Linked DNA regions of Mus musculus: all the other regions are linked to region 4. A link is a contact called in public Hi-C and HiChIP or PLAC-seq data. All regions are on one chromosome and are shown on one strand. Each heading gives the region's core, a stretch centred on a gene start, on an enhancer-like site or on the middle of the called end of the contact. The rest is flanking DNA. Distances are from core to core; before and after follow the strand shown. Region 1 has its middle 23 kb from the start of Gm36386. Region 2 has its middle 38 kb from the start of C130026L21Rik. Region 3 has its middle 72 kb from the start of Gm36794. Region 4 overlaps Gm36535 (a long non-coding RNA gene).

What was found. A called contact is a pair of places that touch in the nucleus more often than the background predicts. HiChIP or PLAC-seq counts read pairs in DNA pulled down with a chosen protein or histone mark.
Region 1: a Hi-C map of uterus shows a contact between it and region 4. The contact joins two enhancer-like sites. A contact is called at or near these places in 3 of 484 Hi-C or Micro-C datasets (nephron progenitors and uterus) and 2 of 115 datasets of contacts at active chromatin or transcription factors (craniofacial prominence and heart atrium).
Region 2: an H3K27ac HiChIP or PLAC-seq map of the NIH/3T3 cell line shows a contact between it and region 4, with 3 times the contacts expected there. The contact joins two enhancer-like sites. A contact is called at or near these places in 3 of 484 Hi-C or Micro-C datasets (adipose-derived mesenchymal stem cells, embryonic fibroblasts and psoas muscle) and 2 of 115 datasets of contacts at active chromatin or transcription factors (the NIH/3T3 cell line and craniofacial prominence).
Region 3: a contact with region 4 is called in an H3K27ac HiChIP or PLAC-seq map of heart atrium, with 6 read pairs. The contact joins two enhancer-like sites. A contact is called at or near these places in 2 of 484 Hi-C or Micro-C datasets (nephron progenitors and ventricular fibroblasts), 2 of 115 datasets of contacts at active chromatin or transcription factors (fibro-adipogenic progenitors and heart atrium) and 1 of 9 other capture datasets (embryonic stem cells).

Annotation. Positions count from the first base shown.
Region 1 is chr5:111,637,092-111,642,994 of GRCm38.p6, reverse strand. No RefSeq gene overlaps it. Among named protein-coding and RNA genes, the nearest start is that of Gm36386, 23 kb to the left of the region's middle. Within about 2 kb of position 2,569, at least 13 of the 459 cell types and tissues checked have an H3K27ac peak or open chromatin away from gene starts, as enhancers often do. A contact at or near this core is called in uterus, where this site is marked.
Region 2 is chr5:111,615,975-111,622,494 of GRCm38.p6, reverse strand. No RefSeq gene overlaps it. Among named protein-coding and RNA genes, the nearest start is that of C130026L21Rik, 38 kb to the right of the region's middle. Within about 2 kb of position 2,259, at least 59 of the 459 cell types and tissues checked have an H3K27ac peak or open chromatin away from gene starts, as enhancers often do. A contact at or near this core is called in the NIH/3T3 cell line, adipose-derived mesenchymal stem cells and embryonic fibroblasts, where this site is marked.
Region 3 is chr5:112,015,451-112,021,338 of GRCm38.p6, reverse strand. No RefSeq gene overlaps it. Among named protein-coding and RNA genes, the nearest start is that of Gm36794, 72 kb to the right of the region's middle. Within about 2 kb of position 2,223, at least 12 of the 459 cell types and tissues checked have an H3K27ac peak or open chromatin away from gene starts, as enhancers often do. A contact at or near this core is called in heart atrium, where this site is marked.
Region 4 is chr5:111,796,454-111,802,553 of GRCm38.p6, reverse strand. Gm36535 (a long non-coding RNA gene) reads right to left here. Exons shown (of 2, transcript XR_003955955.1): 2 at 1-1,683. Among named protein-coding and RNA genes, the nearest start is that of Gm36535, 6.1 kb to the right of the region's middle. Within about 2 kb of position 2,358, at least 175 of the 459 cell types and tissues checked have an H3K27ac peak or open chromatin away from gene starts, as enhancers often do. A contact at or near this core is called in the NIH/3T3 cell line, adipose-derived mesenchymal stem cells, embryonic fibroblasts and 2 more, where this site is marked.

The sequences.
Region 1 (5,903 bases), core at 1,320-3,819, 160 kb after region 4:
CTGGATGGCCAAGGAGCTCTAGGGAGTCTGCCTGTGTCTGCTGCCTTGGCCTGGGGGTTTGCAGGTGTGTACTGCCAGGATCAGCTTCTTATGTGGATGCAGGGGATTTGAACCCAGGCCCTCATGCTCACGTGGCAAGTACTCACCTGCTGAGCCACCTCCACAGCCTGTTCCCTTCACGAGATTTCACACTAAAACATGGCTGGCCCAGAACTCACTATGAGGCTCAAACTAGATTTCAGCTTTCAGCAATCCTCCTGCAGAAGACTCCCAATAGAGAGATTACCACTGAGCATCCTCCACCCAGATTTCTCCATATGTTTTTGATGATATCCTCACGTGTACTCCATTCTCAGGGACAAGGGGCAAGCTCAAAGATTCCCCTCCTGCACTTGGGGAAATGGGTCCGTGTCTGTCCCACACAGTCTTTCTCAGTGGTCTAGAGGAAAGGTCCCAACACAAGTTTTACTCTCCCAGTATGTGAAAGACACCAGCTTCTGCTGCTCCAGGCAATGCTGGAATCAGGCCTTGCTTGCACATGGGAACAGGCTCCGTTTGCATTTAAAAAAAAATCTATTTATTTATTTATTTATTATATGTAAGTATACTGTAGCTATCTTCAGACACTTCTTTCTTCTCTCTCTGGCCCTGCTCATTCCAGCCCAAAGTTTTATTTATTTATCATATGTAAGTACACTATAGCTGACTTCAGACACACCAGAAGAGGGCGTCAGATCTCATTACAGATGGTTGTGAGCCACCATGTGGATTTGAACTCAGGACCTTCAGAAGAGCAGTCATTGCTCTTAACCTCTGAATCATCTCTCCAGCCCCTCTGTTTGCATGGTACATAGGAGCTGCAACCCTGGTTTTCTGTGTGATAGAAAAAGGCACACATGTCCCCAAGATGTCATCAACGGAATAGCTCAATCCTTAGTTCCCTCACAAGTGAAATGTGCAGCCTATGTAGAATATTAAACGTATTCAGGGCTAAATGAAAGGCTTGGCAGTTAAGAGCACTGTCTGCTCTTCTAGAAGACTCACATTCCATTCCCAGCACCCACGTGGTGGTGACTCAAACCATCTGTAACTCTGTTTCCAGGGGGTATGATGCCCCCTCCTGGCTCCCACGAGAACTGCATGCACATGGTACACATGTACATACAGGCCAGACACACACACACACACACACAAAATAAATCCCCAAAGAACATATACACACACCATAAATTATACATGCACTTGTTGGCCTGGCATATGCACATCATATGTGATATATGTGCACCTATCAGCCTGGTGTACACACCACAACCTCACCAGGCATAGGCATATGATATGTTATACATGTCATATATGCATGCACATGTTGGCTGGGCATTTACATATAGTATATACAAGCACCTATTAGCCAGGTGTACACATATCTAAATTATATATACGTACCTGTTGAGCAAGCGTAGACACATCATATATACATCTACCCACAAGGGGTAAACATACACATGGTTTATACCTTTCAGCCACGTGTGACAATACGCACCTGCCATTTAGCACTTCGGAAACTAAGGCAGGGGGGTGACAAGTTCCAGACTGGCCTGTACTGTACAATGAGACCCTGTCTCAAAAACAAAACAGAACAAAAAGCAATCACACAAAAGAAATACACCCATCATGAGACCGACTCACCCACACCTGGCAACCAGCAGCCTGGACCAGCAGGAGACAGTCTGTCCCCCACCCCCAACACCCCCCTCCCACTGGCCTGAGGCTTGTAGCTGCTTCCTGCTGTTGCTGGATCCTCTGTGGCCTTTTGGCTCAGTGTTTCCAACCTCTGCTCCCTGCCTCAACCGCAAATCTGCCAAAGGAAAGTGTAAAAACAAAACATCTTTACGAATATGCAATGGACGCAGAAGACAGGAAGAACACAGGGTCCCCAACAATCATCGGGTAGCCTGGACCCGGCTCACAGATGTCTCCTAAGACTCCAAGTGTTTCTTAATTGTTTAAAAGTCGGAATTCTTTACAAGGGAACAGTGGTTTGCACAAACAATGTATTTGCTTCAAACCTGCCCTTTTCATGTGAAGGGCCTAGAGGACCCAAGTGTGTGCTGCCTGACTCTAGAGATCATTTTAGCTGGGCTGCATAATGTCCCCTGGGGAAGCAGGGACCTCAGGAGCTTAACAGAGGGTCCCAGCCATGTGTCTCCAGGATTGACAGAGGTGCTGTGCGTTGTAAGAACTAGAGTTTGGATCTTAGGCCAGGCAGAGGGTGGAGGAAAAGAAGAAAGATAGCCAGGGATCACGCCTTGCAGCTCTGTGGGCTAAAGGTGGAGGTGGGATCAGAAGCCCCTTAGTCTCAGCCCCTCCACCCCCCCCCCACCCCCCAGCAATCAGCAGTCTGTGGAGGCCACACTGTTGGATGGAAGGTAGGAAGAGACCGGTCAGGAGAGACCTGTGTGGCAGTCCACAAGAAGCTCACAGAGCTCTTCGGTTCCCCTACCCCAGCCTAGTACGACAAGCGGCCACAGATTAATAGCACAGTAAACGAATGCTTTCCAGAACCTTCTGTGGCAGGCTCTTCTGATTTCAAGACAGTGAGCACACACACAGGTCCTGGATCTAAGTTCTACATGGGCCCTGCTTGACCACCCACACACCCTGAGCTAGCCTTCACTCCTCGAAACCTCAGGTTCCCCTTCTAGGAAGGAGGGCTACCACCCTGAGTTTGAAGCACAAGTTGCAAGGTGACAGGAGACCCACAGAGCTGTGACTGGTGTGCCAGCTCCCTGGGATACCCCGCAGGGACGACCACTTTGCTTCCAGGACACTTATCCTCCAAGAGGGTAACTGTAAGGCTGGGCATCCTGGGCTGGGGAGACCCAGGCTCTGGCTCACTGAAGTCTCTCAAACACAATCAATTAGGCATCCCTATTAGCATATTTTTCATTGTAACGCAGCCACAGAGAGGGCGTTCTTGGACTGTTTATTGCTGCTCTGAGCTAATATTTGTTAAAGTGATTAATATGTTTTTCAAACCTCCGTGACAAGCCGAGCAGGCGGTATTCATCTCCACCGCGGGGGCTGCGGAGGGGGGGGGGAGGGCGGGAGCCTCTGCAGAGGCCTCAGGGACCCTGCCCCGCCCAGCTCCTAGGACCCCATCTCCTCCCTGCCCTGTTTCCTTCACCCTCACATCCCCTCTGCAGAGCATCTCCATTGCTAGAGCAAGCGAGTCCTCCCAGGTTTCTTCCCCTCTGTGCCTCTCTCCTCCTAGTTCTTTTCATGTTTACCAAAGCACCGGCTGTCCCTCCGCCCCTCCGCCCCTCCGCCCCTCCGCCCCTGCACCCGCGCCGGACCCTACTTTTTAAAACCCACGGTGAAAAATGCTGAAAACACGGCACCACAACACCCAAGACTGTTCTGCGGCCCTAGAAACATCCTAGGTCTCGACCTGCGACGCGAACCACCCACACAGCATGAGGCTCTGAGCATAGGAGTAGGGTCGGTCCTTAAGAACCAAGGAGAAACTCAAGCGTTGGCAACAGTGGGGGCGGAGGCACCGCATGAAGGATGGAAAGTCCAGCCCAGACCGAGGCGTGTTGCAGCTCTCTACCACCAAACAAAAAAAGCTGATCTCCAAGAGTTCTGGAGTGGAAATCGGTCCTCAAGCTTGGGGAACAGAGGATGATGATGATAATGATGACCATTTGGGGAGGATGGTGATCATCAGAGGGAGTGCTCACCATGGGTTGGGGGAGGATGCTGATCATTCAGGGATGATGATAGTGGGGGAAGGGTAGTAGCTGTGTGGGGAGCAAGTGGGGAGGATGGTGATCATGGAGGGGAGGATGTTGATATGTGTATACAGGAGTTCTGATAACAGCCACACACCATGGTTTTCTGTATTAATCATGCTTTGTGGTTGCTGGCTTTTCTATGCCTTCCTTATCTGAGGTTGGTCTTATAGGCAAGAAATAGTTTATACATTGCACCCTCTGGAGGTCCATTTTGGCACTCTCAGAGTCCAGAGCCCATCCCTCCTCAATCGACAGGGGTCTTGAACCCTCATGTGGAAGTCACTACCTGGTGTACCTGTCATCCCTGGGTCCTGCTCACATCTTTGAAGTTTTGAGTTCCACCTAGGACTGGGCTCCCATGGCTCTAAGGAGGCCTCCATCTTGTTGGCAAAATATCAGACAGGCGCAACCGGAGGGAAGAAGGGCTTGTCTGGCTCACAGTTTCAGAGATCTCAATGCCTGTGGCCTGCACGGAGGGACGGCTGGAAATACAATGGTTACCTCACGGGAATGAAGGGGACAGAAGGTCACAAGAAAGGGTAAGCAAGAACAGCTCGAAAGAGAAGCTCCTCTTCCTGGGACCACCCCTGTCCAATCCTGCTGCGCCAGACCAGACCAGCACTGGCCCAGCCCAGCCTGGCCCCACAGCTTCTAGAGTCATTTGAAGTGATTCCCAGACTCCTTGACAGCAGCCTCTGGGGACACTTCCTTTCCAACCGCAGCAGGCTGCCCAGAATCTGGCAATTGTCACGCTCCCCTCAGGAGACTCGGTTCACCTTGACTCTGCCTCCCACAGATGGTCACCACCTCCCAGGTCCACTCTGGGAAGCCCTGTCTCCCCTCCTTCTTTTGAAATCTACATAGTTGCCCCCGGCAGTGGTGGTGCACACCTTTAATCCTAGCACTTGGGAGGCAGAGGCAGGCAGATTTCTGAGTTCGAGGCCAACCTGGTCTACAGAGTGAGTTCCAGGACAGCCAGGACTACACAGAGAAACCCTGTCTCGAAAAAAAGAAAAGAAAAAAGAAAGAAATCTACATAATTGCCGGCTGCTTTCTCCCATCATCTGTCACTACAACCAACCCCCTGTCCTGGCTCATTTTGGCACCTTACCTCTGCCCTCCACTGTGGTCTGCTTCTAGCGTGGCAGTCAGAGCTGTATTTTTAAAGGCAGAAGCCGCTCCTCAGTGTCTACGACTTCCCACTGCTTTGGGAATAAAATCCAGATTTCTCAAATGTCCCTCATGGCAGCCGCCACTGGCCCTGGGTCTCTGTCCATCATCACCTGAACCTCCCTATGCTGCCCCACTGGGCCCGGCTGTTTCTCTAGGAAGAGAGCTCTGGGGTGGTCCTCCAGGCAGCACTGGGCCACCAGCTCTGACTAAGCAGGCTGTTAGAAGCAACCCTGTTGACCCAGCCCATCCCTGGTGTTGTTTGGGCAGGAGGCCTTAGGGAGAAGCCCCTAATTCCAGCCAGTATGTGCCTGATCTTCATACTGAGAGTTGCTCTAACATCTGCACTGGGCTTTAGACCTGCTTGTGTGCACCCTGGCTCCCCTAGGTAAGGAGAGGGAGACATCCCTACTACTCTGTCCAGCCACACCATTGCTGTATACTTCTCTCAAAAGAGAAATAATCTAAAGGCATCAGGACCAGGAGAGTCAAGAGACGAATGTTACCCAAGATAAAAGGTTGAGTCCCAGGTTGTGTGAGACCCTCACAGTCTTCTAGGTAGGCTGCTCCACCGTGTTTCTACAAGGATGATAGAATCCTGGAGATGAAATGGGTGAGAAACTGAGGGTAAGTGAAGCCAGTCAAGATCCTCCCGGGCCTCAGTTTCCCCAACTGTGTTACAGTAAGAGTCAGAAGATGCTGTCCTGACATGAGCCAGGGATTTCTAAAGAGAAAGAGCTGGGTGGATATATTCAGCAGGGCTGTGGCAGATGGGTGGGCAAAGCAAGCTCATAGCAGCAGTGGCCATGGCACCCTGTGGGGGACAGCAGCGAATGCTGACGACAACCATTCTGCTGGGACAGCTGGCTTCATGCCAGGTGCTTTGCAGACAGCTCCTTGTCCCTACCGTTCCTTCCCACAGCCCCAGCTCGCTCACAT
Region 2 (6,520 bases), core at 1,010-3,509, 180 kb after region 4:
CTTCCCGCCCTCGGGTGGTACTCTCAGGAATTTGAGTCAGGGTAACAGTTACTCTGTTGCCACTTCTCCATTAGCTTTTTCATAGCTGTGACAAATGCAGTCTTGGGAAGAAAAGGTCTGCTTTGGCTCCCAGCCTGTCAGGAAGGCCACAGCCCAAGAACAGGAGGCAAAGGTTACAATGTATCCACAGGTAGGCAAAGGATACACTATATCCACGGGTAGAAGGAAGCAGAGAGGGGGGGGGAGGGGGAAGGAGGGAGGGAGGAGGGGAGAGATGGATGATAATCCAAACTCATTTTCTCCTCTGTGTGAGGCTCAGGTCTCTCCCTGCCATTGGGACACTGACTGACTGCCACATTCAGAGTGGGTCTTCCCATCTCAGTTAATTGACTCTGGAACTCCCTCGTAGACATGGCTCCTGTCATGCTTGGTGGCCTCATGGTGGAAACCACACCACTTACCCAGCCTCTGCTGGGCCATGGCACAGTCCCACACATGCCTCTTCCTGGTCATCCACACCTCATCTTGGGACAGGGGATCTGATGGGCCCCCAAGGGGAAGAGGCTCACCAACCATAAAACAACATTCCTTGTACTCTGCTTCAGTGATACTCAGGGAAACTGAGTCACAGATCCCTGGAAGATCCCGACACAGCAGGCTGGACTGAGCTATGTGGTCAGCCTGGGCTCTGGGTTTTCCCCTGACATCTTCTGCATCCCCATCAACCCATGTTCTACCATGGCGGTGCTCCCACGTGGAACAACGGTATGGCCAGTGACACCCACCCTCTTGGTTATGCTGGCATTTCAGGGTTACAGCCTGTAAGTCCCGTGGGCTTCTCTCTGCTCTTCTCTACCCTTGATGAGGGCTTCTGGGCAGGGAGCCTTAGGGCAGGGCAGGGAATGAGCTGTGTAAAAGAGCTCAATCACCTTGGTCACAGCTGGATGCCTTAGATGCCAAGTGGGAGGTAGGAGTCAGACCCCAGCTGCCCAGGGTTCAGCTTTGCTGCAGTGACTTCAAAAGTATTTCCAATACTTCCTGCCTCCCATTCACCAATGCAGATTCCTTCAGACAAGGACTTGGTGCTTAATGCTGGGATGGGGACAGCAGCCCAAAACAGGTGACACGGAAAAGAGGCTGAGTGCTGTGGCTGCCCTTCTGGCCTGTCATCTTCCCTTCATGAAGAAGTGCCTTCCTCTCTTTTAGACACAGCTTCCTTCCTAGAGCCCTTCCTCAGGTGCCATAGGAAACCCAGAGACTCGGCAACTTCTTGTGTGGACACAGCAGAGCTCTGGGCAGACTAAGCCAAGGCTGTCCTGACTGACTTGGGGGACAGCAGAGCATTGGTCCTCGGCAGGCTTCGGTAGCTCCTCCCCGCCCCCATCATACCCTCAGTGCCCAGAGCATAGTGAGTATTCAATGCTTGTGACCGTGACCGACAAGTAAACCAAATGACCTGAAATGCTTACTTCATGCCAGACCTGTCAGGATAAAGGCACTAGAGATGCTAATGTTGAACGGGTTTAGTGAGAATCCTCCCGGGAGCACTGCAGTGCTCCCCAGAACAGCCTGCCTTACCTAACACGCAGACAACAGCCTGGATTCCTGGAGGAGTCCCCAGGACAGCAGCTATCTAAAATTAGACCTGCATTGGCCAGTACTTGTAGTCACATGATGACATCGCAAGGGCGTGTAAAATGTTCACAGATTAAAAATAAATCAGTGGCGTACAGGGGTGAAAATTAGGCAGGTGCCCTGAGCCCAGAGTGTCCCAGCAGGGGGCAGCATCTGTGGTCAAGGGCAGATAAAAATGTTAAAACCATTTGACCTGTGAACCAGGGAGGAGAAAGGATTTCACAAGGGCCATCTACACAGTGTGGAGAAGGCAGCACTGTCCTTCCTGGAGGGCTTCCTGGATAGAGAGGCATCTAGGCTGACTCCCTCTTTCCTGAGAGAGTATAAAAAAAAGGGAACATGAGCCACAGGAATGAGTAATGAGCACCCAGGATTCTGTTTGTTGATTGACTTACTGAGCACACACCCCACAGGTGCACACTCACAGCCACACAGGCCATGTTGACATGCAGCACATATAATCATCAGAAAATGGGGGCTCTTCGGGCCTCTAGGCAACATCTTTGGGAACAGGATTGATTCCTGAGAAAACAAACAAATCCACACGCCCTAGCCCGCCTCAGCAGCCCCACACTTTTTTTTTCTTCCCAAGCATTATGGAAATGAGATCGGAGGGGAGCCGCATCATAGCTCAGCTATTTCCTGACGTCTGTCCTTGGGGCCCAGAGCCTGGGCTGCACACCACACACATCTCTTCCTTGGCTGGAAGGGGTAAGTTCGGAGCCAAGAGCCCCAAGATATGGGGAGGAGGCACGAAAGGCCTTTCAAACAGACCAGCCAGGCTGTCTGGCCACAGAGCTAAGCTGAGAGGTCCAAACCGGCCCATCCCTGGCTGCAGCCGCTGAAGGAGAAAAGGAAGGCCATGATCCTAACTGAAGAGATCCACGGGGTATTAGAAGGATAGCCACATGTGCCCACACTCCCTCCCCCTCCTGCCCTCCCACCTCCCCTCTCTTCTTCTTGCTCTTCCTCTCTCCTTCCCTTTTCCATCCTCCTCTCCCTCTTCCCTCCTCCTCTTTCACCTCCCTTTTCTTCTCCGTCCTTCCCTCCTTTTCCCTTCTCTCCTTTCTCACCTTTCTCCCTCCTCCCTTCCCCTTCTTCTCCCTCTTTCTCTTCGTTCTCCCCTCCCTCCTTCCTTCCCCTTCTCCTCTCTTCCTCCTCCCTCCTCCTCTTCTTTCTCCCTCCTCCATCTTCCTTTTCTCTGCTTCCTCCTTCCTTTCCATCCTCCTCTCTTTCTCTCCCTCCTTCCTTCCTTTTCCCTGCTCCTCTCCCTTCTCACCCCCTCCTCCTCTCCCCTTCTTCTCCTTCTTTTCCCTCCTCCTCCCTCCTCCCTCTCTTCTCCCTTTTCCTCTCCCCTTCCTCTCCCTCCTCTCTCCTCCTCTTCTTTCTCCCTCCTTGTCCTTCCCCTCCCCCTCTTTTCCTCTCCTTCCTTCCTTCCTTTTCCTTGTTCCTCTCCTTCCTCCCCTTCCTTCTGCTCTCCCCTCACTTCCTCCTCCTTCCTCGCCCTCCTTTGTGAGTCTCTCCACCTCTGAAGCTCTCAGAATCCTCTTTATATGCGTGCTCCGAATTCTTCCTCATCTCTGAGTCTCAGACCTGTTCCATCATCTTGCTCCAGCGTGTCTCTGTCTCACCTCTCTCTCTCTCTTTCTCTCTCTCTCTCTCTCTCTCTCTCAAGCAAGTAGATGAAGCTGGAGTTGTCTGAGAATTCCAACCCTATAAACAAAAACCCCATGATGAAACAGACTCTAATAAGGTCCTGCGTTGTGCCTACCAAATGACCACAAGGAAACAGCTCAACCACCAGGCCTGTCGTTAGCAGTGGGCAGAACAATGGGTTCTCTCAAACCCATGTGGCTGAGGTGCCACATGGGCCTCGCTCACTGAGCGTGGTCTAGAAAGTCCATCCACCTGTGGACCATGGTGCTTTGCTGGGAACAGGGTGCAGGGACATGGGGTCCATGACTAACACCCCCACCCACCCACACACACACACTTGTCTGAAACAGTGGAAGTCACACATGCTGTAAGAATCATGTCCAGGGTGCTGGCTGCAGCAGCCCTGATCCTGTGGAACCCTGTGGGTGGAATGAGCTGGGTCTGTAGGTCAGGCCAGAAAAGTACACACTGTGAACTCTCTGCCTCTCTGATGCTTCACCTGACGGCCACAAGCCCTCAGCTTGGATGAGGGAGGGTAAGCCAGGCTAACAACCACATCTGGGAGACCCACGATGTCCCAAGGAAATATTTAACTTATTTCAGCCAAGTTGGGTAATGGGCTTGCTCACCCCAGTGTGACTCCACCTCAGTGCTGGGCAGTGCTCGTGGGGAGAAAGATGGTGGCTCTAAGGACATTCTTGTCCTTTTCTACAGAAGTCACCTGCTGCTGGGATACAAGGAGCCATGGAAGCAGGGAAGGGAGTGGAGGCTGAGACCATGTGAGCACATGGGGCTCTGGGAAGAGAAGCCTAACCACTCGGGCATGTATGTGAGCACGGAAAATGTCCAGAAGGATCAGTCATGCCTGTGGGAGAGATGCCAATTAGCACTGAGATGGCATGGCTGGGCATGGTGGCCCCACTTAACTCCACTACACCTGTGGGCACTGAATTGTTTAAGCAGGTGAGCTTTGTAGCCCAGTCAGATTCCTGCAAGCTCTGTGAGATGGAAGGCCATCTTCCTGTTCTATCCACTCCAACGGCCAAGTAAGTTAAGGACTCTGGGAGGAGCTCAGCATTGGGGTTCCGGGGAGAAGCATTTAAGTGACCCCTAATGCCAAAGGGCAAAGGCTACTGGGCCTGCTTCTTGATGAGCTGCTCATAGCCCAAGGAGGACAGACTCACCTTGTGTAGAAAGTGTGTCACCTGACACCATTGACCTAAGCAGGCTTGAACCATGGACGTCCAGGGAAAGAGGATTCTCATCTTACAGACAGGAAATGCCAAATGTCCAAAATGTTGGGGCCCCTCCCCCAGCCACCTAGCGTAAGCTGAGGGGCCAGGATGAGCCCAGGCCCCATGCTACAGAGAACCAGTTTCTTCCAGATATCACTCCTTATTATCAACAAACTTTGGAGACAGGACATCTCTGCCTGGCTATGTCTGTGAGAGCGGAGGGGGAGGAGACTCAGAAATCAGTCTCAGGTGACCTTCACTGGACACCTTCGGAATCACCTAAAACGGCCACAGGATGATTTCGGGGAGGAAATGTCGAACACTCAGGTGCATGATGGCCAATCACAGATAAGATTTCAGCCTTCCTGGTTTAGCTGTGCGGTTTCAGGCAGGTCCCTCCACCTGGCACTTTCCCTGTGTACTATGGAAGTGACACCAGTCTCAGTGGGGATTGGCATGGAGGAGAGAGATCAGCATGGAACTCCAGGAGCAGAGAAGGTCTCCATGAGAGAGTGGGCCGCGGGCCACCTAAATGTGTGTGGACATGTCACCCTCGCCCTTGCTCTCCCATCAGAGCACAGAGCAGGAGGGGCCCGTGATCTTGGACATGTCACCTCATGGTGTCCTTCCATGTGGCTCGGCCATATGACTCTATGTGACCAGCATATATACTGGCTGTTTGGGGGATGTTTATTACATGACTTTCTTACGGCTGTGGTAACTGATACACCCTCGTGTGTCTCTGACGATTGCACCTTCTAGATCTCTCTTTGCCCCTTGACCTCTCTCCCTCCCAACCATCACCCTGTTCTAAGTCACCATGACGTTCAACCTCAACTGTCAACTTGATGAGATCTAGAGTCACCTTGGAGACAAGCCTCTGGGCCTGCCCTGAGAGATTCTCTTAGTTATAGTAACTCAGGCCCATTGTGGAGGATGCCATTCCCTGGGTCAGGCCTGGACTGAAAGGAAAGGAGAAGCAAGCTGGGTATGAGCCTTCTTCTCTCTTCTTCCTGACTGCAAGTGTCATGTTGACCATATGCTTCAAGCTCCTGCTGCCTTCAGGTCCCAGTGATGGAGCTTGCACCCACGTAAACCATAAGCTGCTTTTGACAATGTGGGTACCACATCAGCTGAGAGAGAGGGAGAGGGGGAGGGGGAGGGGAGGGGGAGGGAGAAAGAGAGGCATTGACAGCAATGGGCACTCAGAATGCAGCCACACTGTGATGGGCCTGACCTCCTTAGACCTATGGAACTGGCATGTGGAGGGATTGTGCGACTGTGGGTTAGAGAACCCTAAGAATGGCTCAAGTGGGATGGCTCAGTGGGCAAAGCCACCTGTCACAGATGCCTGGTGGCTGAGTGCAATCCTGGAATCAACATGAAGGTGTGAGAACAGAACCAATTCCACAAAACTCCTCTGACCTCCACATGTCACCCCCACACACATTCACACACACACATCACACTCACATCACACACACCACATATATCACATATATCACACACATGTGCACATACACATCACACATACATATCTCACACACACACACACTCACCACACTCATATCACACACATACACATCAAACATCACACACACAGTTTACACACATCACACACACATCACACATATCACATACATATCACACACATCATACATATAACACAGAAATACACACATAACACATACATCACACACACATCACAAACATACATACATACATTCATTCATACATACATACATACATACATACAGAAAAATATACACACATACACACAGAGAAATATACACACATCACACACACACCACACACATCACACAGAGAGAGAAATACGCACACATTGCACACACATCACAAACATACATTACACACCTACACAGAGAGAAATATGCACATATCACACACATCACACACAAATGCACATACACACATCACACATACTACACACACATATCACACACAGAGAGAAATATGCACACATCACACACATA
Region 3 (5,888 bases), core at 974-3,473, 220 kb before region 4:
GTGCAGTTGACCTCAGTCGCCATGCTAAACCCTCTTTGAGGACACAGTGCATCCTGCCCACAGTCCCTACTGAGCCCCACATGCTTGTATGACATCAGAAGCTCCCAGGCCAGGCTTGCCAGGTGGCAGTGTTCCCAGTCCCGTCAAAACCCAAGGGCTTCTCTGGGTAGATCAGAGCCCCCACTTGAGCAGCTATTCCCTTTGAGCTTGAGCTGCAGAGCCTGGCAGTGCCAGGGGCCATTGAGAGGAGTTATGTGGACAACCTGTTCCCTTCCTGGCAACTGTCACATGTGGTGGAGATTAGCGATTAATAGCCCATTATTGCAGACACTCTGCTCTGACCTGGGACAGTCAACAGGAGCCAGGGTGGGGGACAGATGGCTGCTCACAGATCCAGACATGACATTGGTTGGCTGGGGCATGGTGCTCTCTAGCCAGCCCCAGTGCAGGGGAGACTTAGCTCTGAGCTCTGAGCTCCCTGGGGTCCATGGACAGGGCAGAGAGTTGGGGTGGGGTTTCAATCTAAACGAAGTCACCTAGTAAAATCAACATCTTCAAGTGGGGAGCAGTGCTGGACCCAAGTTCCACAGTCTAGAACTCTGGGTCCCCAAGGGGAGGGCATAACCCGGCTTAACAAGGCCCATGCATGCAGCAAGCCCTCTGCACTCAGTGAGGAGGAGGAGGAGGAAGAGGAGGAGGAGGAGGAGGAGGAGGAGGAGGAGGAGGAGGAGGAGGAGGAGGAGGAGGAGGAAGAAATACCTACCTAGCCCAAGGTCACCTAAGTTCAAAATTGTTGCTGCTTCAAGCATACTCTAGAATCTCAGAACTTTATCCTAAGGGCAAGGTCATGTTGTTATCCCCTATTTATGAAAACAAAACAAAACAAAACAAAACAAAAAACAGCCCACAAAATAGTGGTGCTGGGAGTTGAGGTGTCAGCCCCCTTGTGTTCTGTAGCTTCTTCCATGGTTTGCAGATATGGAACAAGTGATGGGGTCAATGTGTTCATCACCCAATACTATATAAAAGGCACTGAGACATGCTGGCTTAGAAGGATAGGTTCAGGCGGGGACTCTTGAAGTCCTGGTGGGCTTTGGAGAGGAAGAGAACATTATGAGTGATGCTCTTCAGAGCCAAGCAGTCTGCATTGGGAGTTCTGTGGCCATGTGCAGAAGGTCACCCCACCAGAACTGGGGAACACACTTCCTCAATTGAAGCTCAGAGTAGAGGCTGGATATCCAGACACTGCCCCAGCACCTGTCATCACTGCCTGTGGCTCAGAGGGCATGGAATATACAGAGGCCAGGATAGACTAGAGCAGGTACTCCATCTACACAGATATGGAGGAAGCCCTTATCTGTTGGTTTTCTAGGTGTGGCCAGTCAGAAACCCCCTCACCTAAGCTCCGTGTCTTAGGGGAGAGAAGTGTTAGTTGGCTTATGTTTCTATCTCATTGTTCTTCACTGAAGGAAGTCAGGACAGGAACTCAAGGGCAGGACCCGGAGGCAGGAGCTGATGCAGAGGTCATGGAGGGGTGCTGCTTGCTGCCTTGCTCACCATGGCTTGCTCAGCTTGCTTTCTTATAGAACCCAGGATCAGCAACCCAAGGATGGCTCCACCCACAATGGGTGGGGCCCTTCCACGTCAATCACTAAGAAAATGCCCTATGGCTTTCTTACAACCTAATCTCATGAGGGCATTTTCTCAATTGGGGTTCCCTCTTCTCAGATGAATGTAGCTTGTGTCAAGTTGATGGTAAAGCTAGCCAGCACAATTGAGCCCTTGTCAGTTCAACGCACTGCTAAGTCATAACCTTTCCATTTTTGTTTATCCCAGAGATCACGCATTAATACCAACACTACACTACAAAACATCTAACTTTTAAAAGTCCTGTAGCCGTTAAAAAAAATCATACATTTAAAAGTCCAAAGTATTTTTAAAATATTAAGAGTCTCTCTAAAAAGTCTCAACCGTTCAGAAATCTCTCAACTGTGGGCTCCTGGGGGGAAAATAGTTAAATACTTTGTTACTTCAGGAGGAAAGAGCCAGAGCACAATCACAACCGGAACAAAGTAATACCAGACTCCAACGGTTTAAGTAACACAGTGTCAATATCTGGGATTCACTCGTGATTTTCTGAGCTCCTCCACAATGCCTGTGTCACTTCTCTGGCTCTGCCCTCTGCAGCACAAACAGCTTGTCGCATAGGCTCAGGCTGGCTTCATGACTGCTGTCCTTGGCAGTCGCCCCGTGTGACTGGCATCTCAAAAATGCTGGAGCCACTGTTACCACTGGGCTGCACTTTCACCAACAACCTCTCCTGGGCTCTCCTCTATGGTGTCAAGTCCCCCGACCCTTTCCATCCTGGGCTTCAACAGCCATGGAGGCTGGACCTTTGCCAGTGGCCTCTCACAGTGCCAAGCATCAGTTGCTTTCCACAATGCTTCCATTCCTTCAAAACTAGTATCATCTGGGTGACTTTTACTCATTGCTATGTCCAACTGCCAGTGTGAGATGCAGCCTTGGCCCTCTCTGAATCACAGCTCCATGAGCTGACACAGAGGAGACATTCCCAGACTTATGATCCTCAGTGATGCTGGTCACCTCTTAATCACTGCTAATTTCTCACCTCCAGATGACCAGCATCAATTGTCCCAGGAACACAAAGGTTTCACTTCAGTAGTTTTGGTCTCTTGTTAACCATAGCTGATGCTTCAGCCCCAGCTCACCAGAACTGCTGAATCTCAAAATATCAAATAGCCCCCATAGAGTCTAAAACATCACAATCCAGGGCTCCATTGTCTGCTTCTCTCTCTCTCAACACTCTTTATCTTCCAAGCTCCCACAGAACTGTTCACCAAGCCTCAAACACTCAATGGTTTTTCCAACCCAAAGTTCTAAAGTCCTTCCCCAATCTTCCCAAAACACAATGGTCAGGTCTGTCACAAAATCCCACAATCCTGGAACCAATTTCTCACTGTTTCTACTGCTCTGGTGAAATACATAGCCAAAAATGACTTGGTGAGGAGAGGATTTATTCAGCTCATACGTCCACATCACTGTTCAACACTGAGAGAACTCAGGGCAGGAACTTAGAAACAGAAGCTGATGCAGAGGCCGTGGAAGAATGCATGCTTACAAGCTTACTCAGTCTCCTTTCTGATAGCACGCAGGACCACCTGCCCAAAGGTGGCCCCACCTACAATGGGTGGATCCCATGCCAATGAATAACCGAGAAAATGCTCTGCAGGCTTACCTACAGCCTGATCTTATGGAGGCATTTCTCAGTTGAGGGCCCTTCCTGTCAGATGACTCTAGCCTGTGTCAATTTGGCATAAATCTATTCAGGATCCTTTAAGGGAGTTCCCCAGAGTGAACGTTGGTGGGATCTTGCTTCAGTCTGTCATTGAGACCTTGAGAGAAGTGGTAGACATTGCCTTACGTCTTCCCAAGGGGATGGATTTTAGCATCAGACAGTGGATGACCCAGTATATGTCAGACAGCCTATTCCTCTCAGCTGTAATCTCTGACCACTCAGCCAAGAGAACTTTCAAAAAGCCACAAGAGGGGCTGGGTTCCAGGCACAGGAGCTGTTTGCCTCGATGAACACCCACAGGGAAGACTGCTCTTTCTATGTTCCCATCTACCCTCATGCCATGCCTACTGTGGACATTTTTAGAAAGTCAGTTCTACAGACTTCAAATATACACATGCACATATGTGTACAAGTGTGTTTGACGGCCTGCACACATGTGTGAATCAGTATGCCGGTGTGTAAACCTGCACGTCTGTTATGGCAAAGTTCGTGGCAGGATCTGCTATAGGGCAGATCTCCATTCATCTGCTCCATGTAGAGCATTTGAATCAACAAGCATCACCGGGCTGAGTGATGGCAGGCGAAGCCTGGGGAAGGTGCCTGGAGATTTCCAGGTCTGCCATCTTGGGTCTGATGAGACCCAGGCAGGGAAGTTTGATAGTCAAGAAAATCTCATCAGAACTGGAATTCCTGTTCCCATCCCACTCTCCCTAAGCGTCTTAATTAGGGTTTTACTGCTGTGAACAGACACTGTGACCAAGCCAGTTCTTAAAGGGACAACATTTAATTGAGGCTGGCTTACAGGTTCAGAGGCTCAGTCCATTATCACCAAGGTGGGAGCATGGCAGGTCAGCTGGGTTTTTACCTGCATGGGACCCCTTCACTGTGACAGAAGCCAAGCACCAACAAGCCCACAATTGGCAACCAAGGAGATTTTTCCCCCCATGTGTGCAGAGGGGAACTTTATGCACAATGCTTTCACTAGGAATATTCTGGGTCAACAGGCTGATTTGCATAACCTCTCAGCTTTTTCAAGTTAATACAAAATGCTCCAGAGACCCAGCTCCAGAGTCTCCTCTGAAAGACACTTGCTCCTTCCCTGAGCTTCTGGGTCCCAGGCCTGTGCTTTGTGCTGGCTTCTGACTTGTCTCGACTTCTAGCACGGGCCCCACAAGTAAGCAACTGTCCTCCAAAGTTAAGGGGACAAATGTTGGTCCCAGCCAAGCAGGATTGGAACATGAGGACACTGACTTTGGGTAAATTTATTTTAAATTTATAGTCCACCTTCCTTTCTTACCCTACCCATGTGCTAGCCCTGCCTATGTGTGGTTCATGACATTTGAAATCCTTAAAGTTAAATAAGGTTTTCCTATGTGAGACGGGGTAGTCTTGGACTTGAGATCCTCCTGCCTCAGCGCTGGGCTGACAGCGCTGGGCTGACAGGTGTGTTAAAATTCAGCTCATCTGTTATTATAACCATGAGTGAATTGTTCTTTTTGTTTTTTTCCTCCCAAGGAACAGCCCAGCACTCTCCCTTCACGAGTTGAGGAAGTTACTTGGATACAGTGCTCACCTTGTGAGCATGAAGAAGAAACCCACATAAAAATATGTGGAGTGACGCACAGATGTGATTCCAGTGTTCAGAGGCAGAGACAGTGGCCTGGAGGAGGACCTGCCTCCTGAGCATGCTATAAAGAGGACAGACAGAAACTTCTGGTTTCTCCAGAGAACCTGATGGGCTCCCTTTGAAAGATGCTGACACCTGGCAAGACTTGGAGTGTGGGGGTAGATCTGGGCTAGAGGTTGCCACAGATTGAAAGGGTCTGGTGGCCATGAGACATGGTGACGCCCAGGGGTGCACAGAGCTGAAAGTCTGAGAGCTGACACTGCTCACATATCCCTTCTCCATCCTTCTTGGACCTTTCTCTCCTCAACAGAGGACCTCGCCCAGCCATTAGGTGCCTGTGGGAAAACCAGCCTGAAGCATCCTCCCCTGGGTGAAGCTCATTCTTGTCCAGCAGATATGGTTTCCAGCTCCTCTGCAGCCCTTACCTGGGCACCCTAAACAATGGAGACTTGGCCCACTGAACCCTGAGGTCCCATTTCTTTTTTCTCTTCAGGGACCCTTGGAGTTCTCATTGGGTGCGATCTGTTCTGCCAGTCTGTCAGCTTTCATCTTTGCCCATGTGGCTTCTCACCCTGGCCCACTACAGACTGCCTCAGCAGACTCTGTTGGGGACCCATGCCCCCCTCTCATGTCTGCAGGCCCCCCTCCGCCACAGCTGCTGAGCACCCAACCTCTGAGTCACTTAGCGTCTATTTCTCCCAGGTGGAACAGCCATGCCCCACAGGCTCAGACCCCTTGTGACAGAGCTGATTTGGCTCTCTGTGCACCTGAGCCTCCCATCTGGCCCCCACATGCTGCTGCGCAGGTTACTTTATGGAGATAATAAATATGACTTCCTTAATATGGTTTTGCTTAGGTCCCAGCCATGCGCTCAAGCAAATCTTCCATTTAACACCTGACTTTCTCTTCAGAGGGAGCTGGGAAAATATCGTTAGTGTGTTCAGC
Region 4 (6,100 bases), core at 1,109-3,608:
TGTGCCTACTTGACTTCTGAGATCCACCTCTGTCTACTCTCGTTGTCCAGGACTCCCTTTGGTTCTCAGGGTCAGACACACCCAATCTGTGAGGCATCATTTCAGAAGGAGACTGGAGAAGAGGGAATGACCATCTGGTGCCATGCACCTGGCTGAGAGCAGCCCAGTGTGGACCCTGATCTGCTCCCTGGGGTTCCCAGCAGGACCAAGCTCCCCGTGTCTGCCATAGTCATCTGTTCCTGAACATAGGGACCAGGTCTTTATTTCCTGCCGCTCACTGCCCTGGATTCCAGCATCCTGAATTCACCTTGAAAAGAAGCCACCCACACCAGATCCTTCTCTGTAGCTCTGCCCCAACAGTGACTTCAGATACTCCTATAGACTGACATCATTCCCATTCCAGAGATAGAAGATGTGGGGCCAAGGGGCTGGGGAGTGTGTTCAAGGTCACAGAGCTCTGGAAGTCACAGAACCCTCTCTGTTGGTTAAAATGGTAATGGTGTTTTTGTTTGTTTTAAAAGATACATTTGTTTGTTTGTTTGTTTATTATATGTAAGTACACTGTAGCTGTCTACAGACACCCCAGAAGAGGGCATCAGATCTCATTACGGATGGTTGTGAGCCATCATGTTGTTGTCGGGATTTGAACTCAGGACCTTCGGAAGAGTAGTCAGTGCTCTTAACCACTGAGCCATCTCTCCAGCCCCCAAAATGGTAATGTTGTTGAATGGACAGTCTCCAGCATCACCTAGGAGTCAGACCTCTGGGCCTGTCTGTGACGGAATTTCTAAGGTTAGGTTAACTGAGATGGGAGATACACTCTAAATGTGAAAACCACCATCCCTGGGCTAGGATCCAGGCCTGGATACAAAGAAGAAATTGAACTGAGTACCAGCATTTGTGACTGTGGATGCCATGTGTGGTCTGCTTTCTCATGCCTTGTCTTTCCTGATGGGCATGATGTCCTCAATCGGGGACAGAATAAAACCCTTCTCCTTCTGATGGCTCTTGTAGGATATTTCTTCACAGCAATGAAAAAAAAAAACAAACTATTCTAAGCTCTCTAGAGCCCTGCCCTTTAAGCTTCCTCACTACTGCACCAGCCATCGGCGCTGGAAAGCATTTGTCCCAGGGCCTTTATTGTGTGCAGAGGAAACCTCAACCCCATCTGAGACAGGCTTGGTGATAATGCTGTTCTCAGAGGAACTGGGGTCCATGAGACACAGCTGGGAACATGTACTACAGCAGGAGAATTGGGGGAACCCTGAGACACAGCTGGGGACACACACTGCAGCAGGGGACATGGGGACCCTGAGGCACATCTAGGGACATGCACTGCAGCAGGGAACATGGGGTCCCTGAGGCACAGCTGGGACATGCACTGTAGCAGGGGAATTGGGGGACCCTGAGCCACAGCTGGGACATGAACTGCAGCAGAGACAGGCTTGGTGATAGCTTTGTTCTCAGGGGAAGTAGGGTCCCTTAGGCACAGCTGGGGACATGCACAGCTCCAGCTTGTCTACCCTCGATCCAACTTACCATGTGGCCGATGGAGAAGCCTAGAGGAGTATGGAACTCGGGCAGAAGCCAGCTTCTCTCTGTGGATCTGAGCTTCCTGACTATTGATGTCCCCGAGCTTGAGACTCAGTTTCCCCACTTTCAAAGTAGAGACCTCCCGATGACCTAGGAATAACTTCCGTGTACAGAACAGTCGACACTTTATGAGGTGACCCTCACAAGCCACTCAGCACAGCGCCCCACCATGGCAGTTGGGGGACACACACTCTGTAGCATCTATCTCGAATGAGCCCTGTGAACAACCTGGTTCATGATGACAGGATGCAGCCACCATGCGCAGGGTCCCTGAGTGAAGACGTGACAGAGTTGAGCAAAGGGTGTGTCTGGAGCACAGCGGACGCTCTGCGAATGAGCACTAACATCCGTGTCAAGTGTTATTAATTGTTATCAACATCACAGACACTGCTGACATCTGTATTGGGTACCTAACATTCACAGTCTAGGAGAAATGATCTCTGAGTTCCTGACATCTGGGGACTCTGCACATCACAGGGGAGAGGATGCTTCCATTCAAGGGGTTTCCTTCAAGAATAATGAGGCCATCGTTTGATGGGTCAAACACCAGGGACCCTGGTATGTGAGAATCCAGAAAAGAAAAGAATGACCCTTAGGATCAGTGTCTCCCAAGCACGGCCAGGGGTTGACTTACACTGTTGATCTGACGCTCAAATGGAACTGGGTGTCCTGTGTTTCCACTTGCTAGACCATAAAACCACTGGTATCCATGACAACAGCTCCTGTAACTTGAGGAGCCCAGTGACTCCCCAGGCTGCAGAGCTGGCCTGCCAAGGCTCTTGGCCTAGGCCCTGGGCTCAGTCACTTCCTGTGGCTGGCTGTCTTGAGCAGGGCTGGGCTTCTCTGCTCAAGTCGCATTAGGCCAGCTGTCTTGACTCCTGCGTCCTGGTGGATTCTAAAGTCTGTGGACGATTTTGTACAAAACTCAGGAACGTGGACCTTGCTGTGTGCACTTCAGGGTCCCAGGCGAGCCACCTGCTCTGGCACACCGTGGTTGGGTCCCCGGGCCCCGGCTGTGGTTGTAATATGACCCAGTCCAAGGCAGACGGGTGCTGACTTGCAGTGAGCAAAGCAGCCAGGACAGAGCAGCGTGGAGAAGGAAAAGAATCCGAGATGAGGCAAGCCTGGCCTCGGGTGACCTGGCCCGAAGGCGGCCAGCCAAAGCTGGGTGTGGAGACCTTCCTACGCACATCCTAGGCTGGCAGAAGGCTCTTGAGGTCAATGCCAAGGTCAAAAGCAGGCACTGAGTCACCTGGAGATGGGATTCAGGACTCTCTGTCCCAGCCCCAGCCTGGCCTCTTTCTCTGGCTTGTTGCTCTTCTCCTCCCTCTAGGCTGCCTCTGCCGAGAGAGGGTCCCTGAGTGGGTCCCTCCAGCCAATACTCTGGAGGCATCCCACCCTGGACTCGTGCTTTTAAAGCTGGTTTCTCTGAGTTACAGGCCAGAACTGGGTTCCCAAGCCAGGCTCTCATCACAGGAGAGGCATGGCTAGTGACCTTCAACTGTGGACCTTATTCAAACAGTGCACAAAACTCTGATCCTAAGGAGAGGCTCAAGCTGCAGATAAAAACCCCTTCCTTCCTTTTCTTCTCTCACTTCTCTCCCTCTGCCTTTCTCCCCCTGTCTCCCTCTCTTGAGGAAGGAAGGGCTCTTAGGAATGAGACAATTTACAAAAGGTTCTGCACAGCCAAGGCATCTCTAGAGCATTCTCAGGGCTCAGAATGATCGGAGGCAAGGAAGGCAGAGCGCCTGGCCAAAGGCCTGCAGCTCCATACGAGGGCTCTGCCGTGGCTGTGCAGCCTCTAAGGGTTTTGCTCTCCTGGTTTGGTTTGGATTAGATCAGAGGGGCCAGTCTGGGGGCCTAGTTGAATATCCCTGTGCTAGCCCATCCCTGAGAGTGCTGGTGCTGGGACATGGAGAAGAACAAAGTATAAGGACCCATAAGGACCATCCATGGGTGTAAGTAGGAGGTGACGCCCGCTGGGGAAGCCCCGGGGTCGGTGGGAAGGCACAGTATAAATGTGTCCATCATGGGGAGGATACCCCACCACCTTCCAAGCCACTAGAACCAGGAACCCACTATGTTGGAGGAAAGAAACTTTGGAATCTTCTGTGGGTGCAAGGCAGAGTCCTGGTCCCCTTCCTCTACTGATTCAGACTTAGACTCACACTATCTGTCTAGAGATATAACATATCGGCCAGTCTTTAACAGACATTCACGCTGCCCTGGTGTGTAGAAGTGTTTCCAAGCTTCACCTATACTGAGAGAATTGGAGTTCAGAGAAACAGTGAGCCACGTGAGAACACACAGCAGGATTCCCTGGGAACCAGAAGACAGGACAGGCTTGTTCTGGAGTGGATGGATGGATGGATGGATGAGTGGACACAGACAAATGGATAGATGGATAGATAGCTAGATAATAGGTGAAGAGATGGTAGATAGATGATAGATTAGATAGATGACAGATTGATAGAGGGATTCATAGATAGATAATAGATAAATAGATACATTATGATAGATTAGATAAATAGATGGTATGTTGATAGATACATAGATAGATGATTGATAGGTTGATAGATTGATAGGCAAATACATAGGTAGATGATAGAGATAGATGGATGGATAGATAGATAGATAGATAGATAGATAGATAGATAGATAGATGATAGACGATCGACTGATAAACACATAGATGATCAACAGATAAACACATAAATAGATGATAAATAGGTAATAGGTGGGTAGACAGGTTATAGATAGATCGATAGATGGATGGGTGGGTGGGTGGGTGGGTGGGTGGATGGATGGATAGATAGATAGATAGATAGATAGATAGATAGATAGATAGAATAGGTAGATGGATGGATGGATGGATGGATGGGTGGATGGATAGGTGGATGGATAGGTGGGTGAGTGGATGGGTGGGTGGGTGGATAGATGGAATGGATGGATATAGATAGATGGATAGGATAGGATAGATAGATAGATAGATAGATAGATAGATAGATAGAATAGGTAGATGAATGGGTGGATGGATGGATGGATGGATGGATGGATGGATGGATGGATAGGTGGGTGAGTGGATGGGTGGGTGGGTGGATAGATGAATGGATGGATATAGATAGATGGATAGATAGATAGATAGATAGATAGATAGATAGATAGATAACTGGATTAACAACTTAAAGGAATGGGATAATGAATTAATGTAAACACAGATAAATAAATAACAACCTGTTTGGAGTTTGTGAAGAGATGAGTCTGGGTTGGGGATGGTTGAGACAGAACTGTCCTGACTCATTTGACAACACCCTAGCTGTCCAAACTGTGCAGTTTCGGCCCTACAGTTTCTGGCCCTACAGTAGATTGAAGCTTTTACTTTTTTTTTTTTTTTTTTTTTTTTGCTTTGTTTGTTTGATTAGTTGGTTGGTTAGTTTTTTTTAATTCTACATGCTAACAGAGAACAGTCACAGAGCTCTTCCTCTTCCAGATGCCTCTTAAGTAGCACCAACCTCTGCCAGGCAGCCAGGTATAGGCCAGCAGAAGCCTCTGTGCAGGGAGAACTCAGTGCAGAAAGCCAGGGACGGAGTGGACAGGCATCCTGATCCTCTAGGGAGATGGATCAGGCTACAAACCCCAGCTCCAGAGGCCACACTGACCTGACCTGAGATATTCACTGATCCTTGTAACAGGCTGTGAGGATGGGTATAGCCGGCCCTCGTGGAATTAACCCATAGTGGGGGAAACAAAATCTTGCAAGTCAAGACAATATCCCTGACATTCGAATAAAGGTGTAGAAAGAATGAAGTATAATTACTGTGCAACAGGCTACCCAGAGCCTAGTAGCACACCCATCATGGACGCCTGGTGAGTCACCAGCACTTTCACTTCTGTAAGCAGGTCCCCTTAAGGGGAAGGAATGAAAAAGTTAACTTTACAGAGAAAGGCTCAAAGGACATGAGGACTCATTTGAAAAACCACAGATTGAATGGCTAGAGGAGGAGACCAGCTTAGCACGACAAGCAGCTAATGTCCAGGGATGAAAAAGTGTGGCCAGGCAGTCATGGGGGGAGACTGTCAGGGGAAGACACAAGGTGTGTAGGACTCCAGAGCCACCAGAGGTGGGTTGCAGGAGCCCATCGGAGGCTCAGAAGTGATCTTTCCAGCTGACTCCCACAGTCTGGTGTGAGTGGTCCTGTTAACACCACCATTGGAAGAAATGAAGCCACTGAGGCCCAGGGAGGTTGAGGAGACTCGCACCCCTTCCCCTAACAGCCAGAGTTCAGACCTGTATCCAAGTAAGTCAGCTCCATAATCCTGCAGAGGAGATGCCATTGAACATATGGGGGAAGCGAGGTCATATGTGTCCAAAGGGAGCAGGACAAAGGAAGACAGACAGACAGACAGACAGACAGACAGACAGACAGACAGGGCAGAGTTAAGGATGAGGGAGAAATGGGAAGAAGAGCCTACCTCACAGGTGCTGTGGGGTGTGAGCTAGGTGACT